Linked DNA regions of Hordeum vulgare: region 1 is linked to region 2. A link is a contact called in public Hi-C data. All regions are on one chromosome and are shown on one strand. Each heading gives the region's core, a stretch centred on a gene start, on an enhancer-like site or on the middle of the called end of the contact. The rest is flanking DNA. Distances are from core to core; before and after follow the strand shown.

Evidence for each region. A called contact is a pair of places that touch in the nucleus more often than the background predicts.
Region 1: a contact with region 2 is called in a Hi-C map of seedling, with 5 times the contacts expected there. The contact joins the promoter of LOC123448946 here to the promoter of LOC123448945 in region 2. A contact is called at or near these places in 3 of 6 Hi-C or Micro-C datasets (leaf and seedling) and 1 of 1 datasets of contacts at active chromatin or transcription factors (embryo).

The regions. Positions count from the first base shown.
Region 1 is chr4H:458,283,124-458,288,314 of MorexV3_pseudomolecules_assembly, forward strand. It overlaps LOC123448946 (mitogen-activated protein kinase 5), which reads left to right and starts at 2,447. Exons shown (of 5, transcript XM_045125998.1): 1 at 2,447-2,900; 2 at 3,161-3,290; 3 at 3,396-3,533; 4 at 3,633-4,149; 5 at 4,879-5,191. The coding sequence starts at 2,749. The coding sequence ends at 5,051.
Region 2 is chr4H:457,954,653-457,960,179 of MorexV3_pseudomolecules_assembly, forward strand. It overlaps LOC123448945 (arogenate dehydratase 2-like), which reads right to left and starts at 3,087. Exons shown (of 11, transcript XM_045125997.1): 1 at 2,704-3,087; 2 at 2,515-2,576; 3 at 2,308-2,400; 4 at 1,095-1,295; 5 at 927-1,010; 6 at 703-798; 7 at 549-626; 8 at 357-446; 9 at 212-279; 10 at 23-104. The coding sequence starts at 2,989.

The sequences.
Region 1 (5,191 bases), core at 1,197-3,696, 330 kb after region 2:
TGGCCGACCTCCACTACTTCCTCGGCATGGGTTCAACATGACTTATTTGGGATGCTTCCAAACCAAGTATGCAATTGAAATCATCGAGCATGATAGCATGAGGAGCTGCAAGCATCTGTCGACTCTCCTTGACACGTCTCCAAAATTGGTTGTCTCGTGTGTTGCAAAAATTCCAATGCGGTCCAACATGTCCATGGACCTAGTTCAACATCAGCAAACCAAACACATCGATATCGACCTGCACTTTGTGTGTGACTGAGTCGTTTTTGGGCACATTCGAGTGCTCCACGTGTCGTTCTCTCGATAGTTTGTGGAGATCTTCACCATGGGGTTGTCGTTTCCTTTTTCTTGGACTTCTAGTCTAGCCTCAACGTTTGCAAAACTCCAATATGTGTACAATGGAATGTTAGGCAAGCATAATATGCTTCATATTTTCTTATCCCTTTCCATACTCGGTGCCTACTACAGTTAGCGAAATCAAGCCATTATGGTTAGGATTGTAACTATGGTTGCTTCTCCAATCACCTATATATACGATATATCAGGAAAGTCGCGAACGATGGCCTATATTGCAAACCTTTCAACTAGATGTGCCACAATGAAAATTGCTTACGCGTGAAGAGCATACATTAATGCTTGTCTATTAGGAAAAGTCTTTGTCACTTTGACAAAGATACATTGTTTATTACATTTAAAACAATCAAGCTAGGCGGAATGACATCCCCAAAAATGGTAGAATTTGATCTATTAGCACACCACGTCGCAATGTTGTTGTTTCCGATGTTGCCGCATCAAGTAGGTGTTCGAGGGGCCAACATGTCACACTTAGGGCTTCTCCCTTATCGTTATGTACTACCGCTCCCACACCTCATGAACCATCCTCCATCAAAGCAGCATCAAGTCTCAACGTATGCGTGTTTTTGGGTGGTTTGCTCCACATTATTTCATGTGTTTTAGCCCTACATTATGTCTTGATGCTTGGATAATTTCCCCCAACCAAGTTCTTTTTAGGGAAACGACATGACTCTGCAGTGTATTTTTACTAATTTTATGAAGAAAAAAAGGGAGTTTGGAAGGAAATTAAAACTATACAAACAAACCAGCAAACAGCAAAAAAGTTAGATAGGCAGAAAGAAAGAAAGCTATACACAAGATCTAAACTAAGCTAGAGTTAGAGAGTAGTATACAAGTGAGGTCTGGGGTAGGCTCAGAGCGTGATCAGGTGTGGACTTCCCTATCCTAGTCTTGGCCTTCGGCTCTACCGAGGAGTGGTGGTTGCGGGCCAGGGAGAAGGTGCACAAGAATGCTAAGAGGAACTTCGAGACGGTGGTTATTCTGGTGCACTGAAAGCTTTGGAAGGAGCGCAGCGCCCGAATTTTTGACAACAAAATTTCCTCGGCTTTCCAGGTCTTCCAGTCTATCCATGAGGATATTCTCTCCTGAAAATCGGCCGGTTTGATAATCGATCTTGCTTAGCCGTTGGTTGTTATATTTATGAGGTTTTGCTTCTGTAGTGCTCAGTCTAGATCGCATAGACTATAAAACCTTGTACTAATTATGTTCCTTCTAATAAAATACAGCTGCGGCCCTTCGAGAGTATACAATAAATAGAGCATCACGCATCAACGGAAAGCTTGAACCCAATCTTCAAAAGATCATAGTCCTTCCTGTGAGTCATGTAAATGATCCATTTTAGCTTCTCCTTGAATTTCCTTCTGGAAGTGTAGCATAAAGGCTAGACGATACACTTTCAAAAATAAAGTCACTCCTTGTGGCCCAGACAGCTTATAGGAGACCGTAGTTATGATTTACACAGCAAAAGGTACACCGAGGAGTTGCTTGAGGTGAGCAATTCCACCCCAACAAAAATTGCTTACCACAGTAAACCTTGTGGCCTGCATGGGCAAGAGAGAGAGAGAGAGAGTAACGAATCACTCACGGCGCGCGTCCCCTCCTTGAACGGGACGCAGGACTTCCGTCTCCGGATTTCGAGCCTAGACTTCCCAACCGGAGCGTTTCCACGGTGCCGAAGAAAAGCCAGAGAGAAAAAAAAACCGGTGGGTCAAATGGCACCACACCACACCACACCACACCGGAGCATGACTCGCCAAGCAAATAATAGCGCGTCGGCTACTACCATCCATCCGCTCCGTCCCCATCGGCCCCTGGATTTCCACGCCCCTGCGACACGCGCAATCCACACAAACTGACAGCCGCTGCCCCACCCGTCAGCCACGCCGCTCCCAGCCCAGCCCGATCCGGTTGGTGCGTGCAGCGCGCGTCCATACAAGAGAAGCAGCAGCAGATACCGGTTGACCGTTGACCCTTCCCCAGCCGTCCGATGAGCGCGCTGCCACGAGACGGACTCCATCGGACCCTCCGTCCGTCCCGGCACCATCCCCTCAATTCCCGGGCGATACGCGCAGAAAAGAGCCAGAGAGACTGCGCGCACCAGCACAGCACAGCAGCGGCGTGCGTGCGCGCGCGCCCGCTCTCGCTCGCTTTCTCGCTACCTTCCTTCCTCGGCTGGGCCGAGAGCATTAGCGGAGCCGCCCTTCTCTATTTATAATTCTCCCCTCTTCCACCCCTACAAGAATCCAGAGCCAGGACAAAGTCAATCATCAGCTCGGCCTCATCCCCGTTGCGCTTGGCCTGTGATTGGGTTTTGGGAGGAGAGGAGAGGAGAGGAGAGGAGGGGAGGGGAGGGGATTCTTGGCTGATCTCGGTTTGGTTCTTGGCTGTTTGAGAATGGACGGCGCTCCGGTGGCCGAGTTCCGGCCGACGATGACGCACGGCGGCCGGTTCCTCCTCTACAACATATTCGGCAACCAGTTCGAGATCACGGCCAAGTACCAGCCGCCGATCATGCCCATCGGCCGCGGCGCCTACGGGATCGTCTGGTACGTTCGCCCCATCTTTTCCTCCTCAATCACCACCGGTTTCTTGCCAGGTTTGTTCTTCAAGCCGTTGCTGCCCTGATCGGAAAACAGAGGGGGATTAGTTCGGGCCATGGGGAAAGATAGGATTAGGCCAATTCACTCCTTTCTGTAAACAACAACACTAGTTTAATACTGTATGTGTTGATCTGTCGGTGCTCTGTGGTTGGTGGTTGTTTAACCAATCTGGTCCTGAAATTGCACTTGTGGTTGCGTGGGCACAGCTCGGTGATGAACTTCGAGACGAGGGAGATGGTGGCAATCAAGAAGATCGCAAACGCCTTCGACAACAACATGGACGCCAAGCGCACGCTCCGGGAAATCAAACTCCTCAAGCACCTCGACCACGAGAACGTAAGCAACATCTACCTCTTCCGCTTCAGATGTGCGTATGCATCTCACTGAATTCGACAATTCAGGGCTAACCTGTTACGCTGTATTGATGGACACCACACGCAGATAGTAGGCCTCCGAGACGTGATCCCGCCGGCGATCCCGCAGTCCTTCAACGACGTCTACATCGCCACTGAGCTCATGGACACGGACCTTCACCACATCATCCGTTCCAACCAAGAACTCTCAGAAGAACACTGCCAGGTACTACTCCATACTCTGAATGAAGAGCGATTTTTTTCATATTTCGTGACGATTTGATCCGTATATTCATGCGCCGTGGTGTTCTTGGGTGGCTTCCAGTACTTCCTGTACCAGCTGCTGCGCGGTCTCAAGTACATCCACTCGGCGAACGTGATCCATCGCGACCTGAAGCCGAGCAACCTGCTGCTGAACGCCAACTGCGACCTCAAGATCTGCGACTTCGGCCTGGCGCGGCCGTCGTCGGAGAGCGACATGATGACGGAGTACGTGGTCACGCGGTGGTACCGGGCCCCGGAGCTGCTGCTCAACTCCACCGACTACTCCGCCGCCATCGACGTCTGGTCGGTCGGCTGCATCTTCATGGAGCTCATCAACCGCGCACCGCTCTTCCCGGGGAGGGACCACATGCACCAGATGCGGCTCATCACGGAGGTGATCGGCACCCCCACCGACGACGACCTGGGCTTCATCCGGAACGAGGACGCCAGGAGATACATGAGGCACCTGCCGCAGTTCCCTCGCCGGCCGTTCCCGGGCCAGTTCCCCAAGGTGCAGCCAGCCGCGCTCGACCTCATAGAGCGGATGCTCACCTTCAACCCGCTTCAGAGGATCACAGGTGCGTGCGTCCCACGTCCGCGTCACTCTGCTTTGATCTTCACGTGTCAATTTCGTAGCGCCGTGTTTTTTTGACTGGCTTTGTACGGCCAGTGTTGGGGTCAGTGTCAGTGCTTAAACCATCCTTGTGCTGGTTATGTCTACAATAGCGTGAGTAGATGCAATCTGCCGCCACTTCGACCCCTATTTTTAAGTTTACTGCATGTGGACATGTGCTCCCTTTTTAGGCAAAAACCATGTGTCCCGCCCACTTGATTAAGAAAAGATCTTTGCCTATCTTTGGAGCTATAGTATCTGCTGTTGACGGCAAGGACTATGCGTGTAGTGCAGAATCACTCTCTTTTTAGAAGAAAACGTATCTGTTTTTGGCAAAAGATGTGAATGGGAGAGATCTGCTGCAGCTACTGTCAAAGGCTAGATTCCTGCACCTGTTTCACAACAGCAATAATAGGAGTAGCTTTTTGAGACGTCGGCCAGGGAATAGTAGGGAAGGCTAGGAAGTAGTAGTAGATTTTATTTTTCTACAGTTATACTTGATGTCTGAGTGATGTGCATTCTCACTGAAACTGCTCTTGTCATGTAGTAGAAAGTTATGTTTCATCAGTTAATTGGTGGCTGACTGATGTGGATTCTCACTGAAACTGCTCTTGTCACGTAGAAAGTTATGTTTCATCAGTTAATTGGTGGCTGACTGATGTGGATTCTTACTGAAATTGCTCTTGTGATGCAGTTGAAGAGGCGCTGGAGCACCCGTACCTAGAGCGGCTTCACGACGTTGCCGACGAGCCCATATGCACGGACCCCTTCTCCTTCGACTTCGAGCAGCACCCTCTGACGGAAGACCAGATGAAGCAGCTCATATTCAACGAAGCTCTGGAGTTGAACCCCAACTTCCGATACTAGAAGATTCATTCCTAGTTACCCTCAATAGTACGCTTTCGGTGTAAAACTGTCTGTAAATAGGAGTAAGATCGAAGAACGGGGTTAAAAAAAACAGGGTAGATTGTGCACTGCATTTGTTTGTTTGTTCCGTGTAAGTTGTT
Region 2 (5,527 bases), core at 1,837-4,336:
TAAAACTACCAAGAAATATCACCTCCAAATTTCTGAGAGCGTTCTGAGTTTTTGGATCAGCCATAGACGCCTCAAGGTCCACATAAAACAGGTAGTCAAAGTACCTATTCAGCCAAGGATCAAATTGTTCGAATTATTGGTTTTCATATTTGGGTAACACTTCATGAAACAGAACTGAATAAACATGAGGGTTGTAGGGTTATTATCTAACTTGACGCGTGTGGAGAAAGTATCATCAGCTACACGAAAAGGCCTTTTCTTGTGTGGACGGCTTTCGATCTTCACATCAACATACTGTTAGAGAGTTATACAAAGCACATGCAAGTGATGAAACAAAGCAAGGTTATTTAATACACCTTGGTGAGGTTGATTTCCCTCAGTGCAAAAACTGCAAGTGCCTTGAAGAGTTGTCCGGGTCCTTCTTCAAGTGAAAACACAATGCTAGTCTGAAAATCAAATGATCATGCAACAAATCAACCGGCTTTGTTTTTCCCCTCCGTAAGGAGACTGAAAGGAAGATGAAAGAGAGTTCTCATTGCAATCTGTACCTTGAATGGTTTATCAACCCGAGGTATAATAGGTTCCCGAGCAAGCATCATAAAGCGGGTGACATTGACTTTTTCGTCCTAAAGTAAATAATGCACTTATGGTGAGGATAAAGAACAGAATATAATGTCCTGATTTAGCATGAAATCACGATACCTGAATATTTTCAGCAAGAATATCCAGTTCATAAAGTTCAGCAGCTAATGAACTGGCAACAGCACCAGTATCTTGGAGCATTTGTTCTGCAACTAACTATGAAACAAGCATATGGTGTTATGGTAAACGACAATCACTTTGCACCATGAGTCAGTTGAAAGAGTGAACAAAATATATATCCATCAGAAGATAAATTCCAGGTAGAAGAGGAAGCATCATTCTACCTTTGCTGCACCAGCAGTGTCATCAACAGCTTGTCTATGTTCAATTCCCAACTCTGTCAGTGTATGCTCACATTGCGCAAGGGCCTAAGAATTTCAATTAATGTACCTGTAAGGTTATTACACAGAACAAGTGAAAATATCAAGGCCACACTATCCAAGAGGTTTTACCTGGGGATGACTGATGACATTTCTTAGATTTTCGATCTTCACTCCACGATTGGCTAACAAGCAATGCCGAACTGCAAGGCGAACCTCTCCAACTATGTGCAGCTCATGCCGAAGTAAAAGATCATAGTTCCGATGTATACTACCGCCCAAAGTATTCTCAAGTGGCAGTACTGCCCTATCAACTATCCAGTTTTGAACAGCCTGATAAAGGACCAGAAGACATCAAAATTGCAGCACATTTATTGCTTTTGCCACATACACCTTCTTCTATGTATTACAATATGACATGCAATATATGGTTTACAATTACTCTGATCTACTGCTGTCTGAAAGGCTAGTTTAGATGAAGATTTTGCTAATACAACAATCTCTCCGGTTACCTAAGGGATGTCGTTTCGAGCATATGTAGGGTCAACTTACGAAACTTCGACTACCAATATCTTTAAAACTATTTAAATTAGATACTTATACAAACCATCCATACACATACTCGACTAGACTGGTACTTTCATAATACATAATTTTGTTCAAATTACAGTAGAAATGAATGACCAGATGATGAGCATGTTGTCTCAAGAAAAGAATGAGTATGGACAAATGATATGTGCCAGTGATAGGTTCTTTGTGCGGTACTGGGATATTGCATCTACTCCCTCCGTTCTTAAATATAAGTCTTTTTAGAGGTTCCACTAAAAGACTACATACGGATGGAATATAGACATACTTTACAGTGTAGATTCACTCATTTTGCTCCGTATGTAGTCTCCAGTGGCGAGTCTACTAGGTGGGCATAGGCTTAAGCCTACCCTCCAAAATCTTATTTCAGCTAAATATACCACTTCACAATTATATTGATATGCTTTACATGCAACAATTGCAATGCATTTGCTAATTAGGCTCACTAAATTAATATTTTGAGCCTACCCTCCATTGTCATGCTAGATTCGCCACTGGTAGTCTCCTAGTGAAATCACTAAAAAGACTTATATTTAGGAACGGAGGGAGTAATAAACAAACACTGAGCATGTCAAACTCTGTACAAACTCCAAATCCTCAACACATTTCATCAACAAACATTTAACCTCATTTGATTCAATGTCCCGTCTTGCGAAACCATGACATGAACCAAAGTAAAATTGCACAACTCACTGCACCACAGACAGCATGCCCAAAGATATCTAAACAGGACCCAGAAAGGATCACACTACGATACCTGAAACGCAGTATCAAAGTGCTCGCAGGGCACTGTCTGGCAATTTGGATAGGCCTTCTTTGCTGCAGCCTCACTGTACGCTCCAGGGAAGCCCTGAATAATAACCAAACCAAACTCCGTTCAGATTCACAACAAAAGGAGCGCATGCACAAAAAGGGAGATAGATAAGCAATGACACCGAAACAGCACACGCGTTTCGTCGAGCACCTGGTAGGCAACCTTGAGCCCCTCCCCGCTCGACTCCATTAGATCCGCACTAGTGAGAGGCCCTGATAACCCCAGTACAGAAGCACGCACGCCATGAAGAAAGCGCCAGCTGATTAGTTAGTTTAGTTATTATTAAACCGGAAAAGAACTGCTCGATATCGGCTAAAAAAGCGCCGCCGCTGGACTTACGAGGCAGCCCGTGCGGATCGCGGTACGCTGGTAGAGGGGAGTCCGCGACAGGTACAGACGGGGCCCGGAGGCCGTTGAGGTCGGCGGAACCTACGCCGTCCGCCACGGGCGCCGGGGGCCGCCGCGATGTAGAAGGGAGGGGGGCTGAATTAGCGTTGGTGGAGCTGCTGCATTTGATGGAGCGGCGTGGTGACGGGGAGGAGGACGACGAAGAGGAGGAGGTGGTCACCGCGGAGCGGGTTCGGGCGGGGAGGAAGGGGAGCCGAGGTGTGGTCATGGAGGCCATAGCCTAGCCGGCGCGCTGGCCAAGAAGGAAGCCGGGGGGTGGGGTGGCCGATTGGGGGAAGTCGAGAAGCGAAAAAGGAAAAATGATCCCCACGGCCACGGGCTTTTCCAAACGTGACGCGAGATTTCCTTTGTGAGGTGGAGAAGTGGAACAGCGAAGCACGGGCGGCGAGGCTGGAGAGCAGTGCGTGGCGACGAGTCTACTGTCTTTTTTACGACAAACCAACGGCAAAATTGACAAAAATGACCCGTGGGGCCAAAGAACTCACGGATTAACCCCTCGGGGGAAATAATTCATCGGTCTGACCCTTTTGTGTGGCGTCCGACACCTAGGCGTCAAACTGTACTGTATGACGCCTAGGTGTTCGGCGCCACACCCGCGACCACGTGGCATGTAGGGGCCCACCCCCAGGCAGTGTGACGCCTAAGTCTTAGGCGTCACACATTGTAATGTGTGGCGCCTAACGCTTAGGCGTCACACATTGACTTATACCAGCCACGGGCCACACCCCCTCCCCACCCCCTCCCTCATTCCCCTCCCCCAGCCCCTCTCCTAGCCACTGCCCCCTCCCTCAAATCCTTCTCTAAATCACCAAATCTGAAGGTTTGGACCGGGCATTTGTTGTCCAATCACTCCCCTAAGGTAATCCTCACCTCTCCCCCCATTCTCATCCAAAGGAAAATCTTTTGTGTTCATTTTTTTGCAAATTTGAGGAAAACCCTAGTTTTTCATGAAATGTGGGATGTATATGATATTGTTTTATTTGTTTGTATGTTAGGATAAGTGGTATGATGAGGTTAAGATTAGGGTTGTTTGGATGTGTGCATTATGGTTGTTGTAGGGTTAGGCTAGGGTTAGGTTATGGTTAGGCTAGGGTTAGGGATGTTTGGTTGTGTTAGGGTTATTATGGGGTTAGGGTTATTTGGAAGTTAGGCAAGGGTTATTGTAATTGTATGATTGCTCATAAAAAAGGTTGTATGTTTTGTTGTTTAGGTATGGGAAGAACATGTGTTTATGTTCATCACGTGGACAAGGATGCCTTTTTAAAAGGCAATATTGATCCGGACCCGGATGAGCTTGACATGGTGTTCGATTTGTGTCCTATCTATGGTGAATTGTTGGAACAAGTCCGAAAGGATTTGAATTGGATGGACCCTATTGATGTAGTTGAGTTTGATGGTAGGCATAATGTGGGATTCGGAATGCACATTCGTTGAAAGACCATGCGTGTCAACTCCGAGCAACGTTGGCTTGCATACAAGGATACGGTGGCCGAATCACTAGACAAGGCTCTAGAGTTATTTGCCATGAAAACAAATGTTCCTAACTTGTTGGATTTGAACCGGGTTGCCTCTTCGATTGTTGAAGCTATTCCTGCAACCATCAACGAAGAGGCCAACATTGAACCTCTTTCTTATGTCTATGAGGCTAACGAAGAGGTCAACATTGAACATGAACCATTGGTAGAGGCTAATTATGAGCACTATGATGATGGTAATGTTCTTCATGACAACAATCTTGGTGATTTGGACAAATATAATTTGCAAGAGACAATGGACCATTCCATTCCGTACTCACGTGGCTATGCCTCTGAGTCTGACGATGAGGGTCCCGATGAAGAAGTTGATGAAGAAGGGTTCACGGCAAAGGAGGCCGAAGCTTTCATGAATGTATTAAAGCGTGATCACCGGACACCATTGTTCGAGGATCTTAACCTTGCGGATGAAGCCGTGGTTGACGGAGGCGAAGGCATATTGTTTGGAGTTAGGCCACCTTCTCATCGGGACACACATGGGAAGAATATTATTTTGCCGGGGTCAAAGTTCAAAACATTCTTTGAACTGAAGATGTGGTTGGATGAATATTCTGTTACGCATTATAGGCCACACAAAGTTGTTCATTCAAACATGAAGCTGCGTTACACGGTTGCATGTGAGGATAGAGGTTGTCCTTGGATTGTCCGTGCAAGACCATGGAAAGGAGGACCAGGATGGAACATTGTCAGTTGTATGCCTCACATGTGTCGAGGCAAGAGGGTTGATGGTGCCCTATCGTCGCAAAGCCATAGACAACTAACCTCCGAGTTCATCGCTTATAGGCTTTCCAACTCCATCTCCTCTCTTCCTACAATGAGCATAAAAAGCGTACAAGACTTTGTGAAAGCCCTGTTTCACTACGAGGTGAAATATGGTAAGGCATGGAAAGCAAAGCAAGCCGCATTCAAGATGTTGTATGGTGATTGGGAGGAAGCATACAACCGCATACCTAGGTTGTTGGGAGCTATTGCCCACACTAACCCGGGCATGGTTCATGTGGTCGAGCCGTATGGGGAGAAAACAAGGATTAAGAATGGAAATAGGGTTCGTGTATTTGGCCGTGCATTTTGGGCATTTGAGCAATGTGTGAGGGCTTTCCAGCACTGTCGTCCTGTCATCTCCATCGATGGCACGTTTTTGACCGGACAATTCAAGGGCACTTTGTTGGTTGCAATAGCAAGTGATGCCAATAACCGGTTGATGCCTTTGGCTTTTGCTTTGG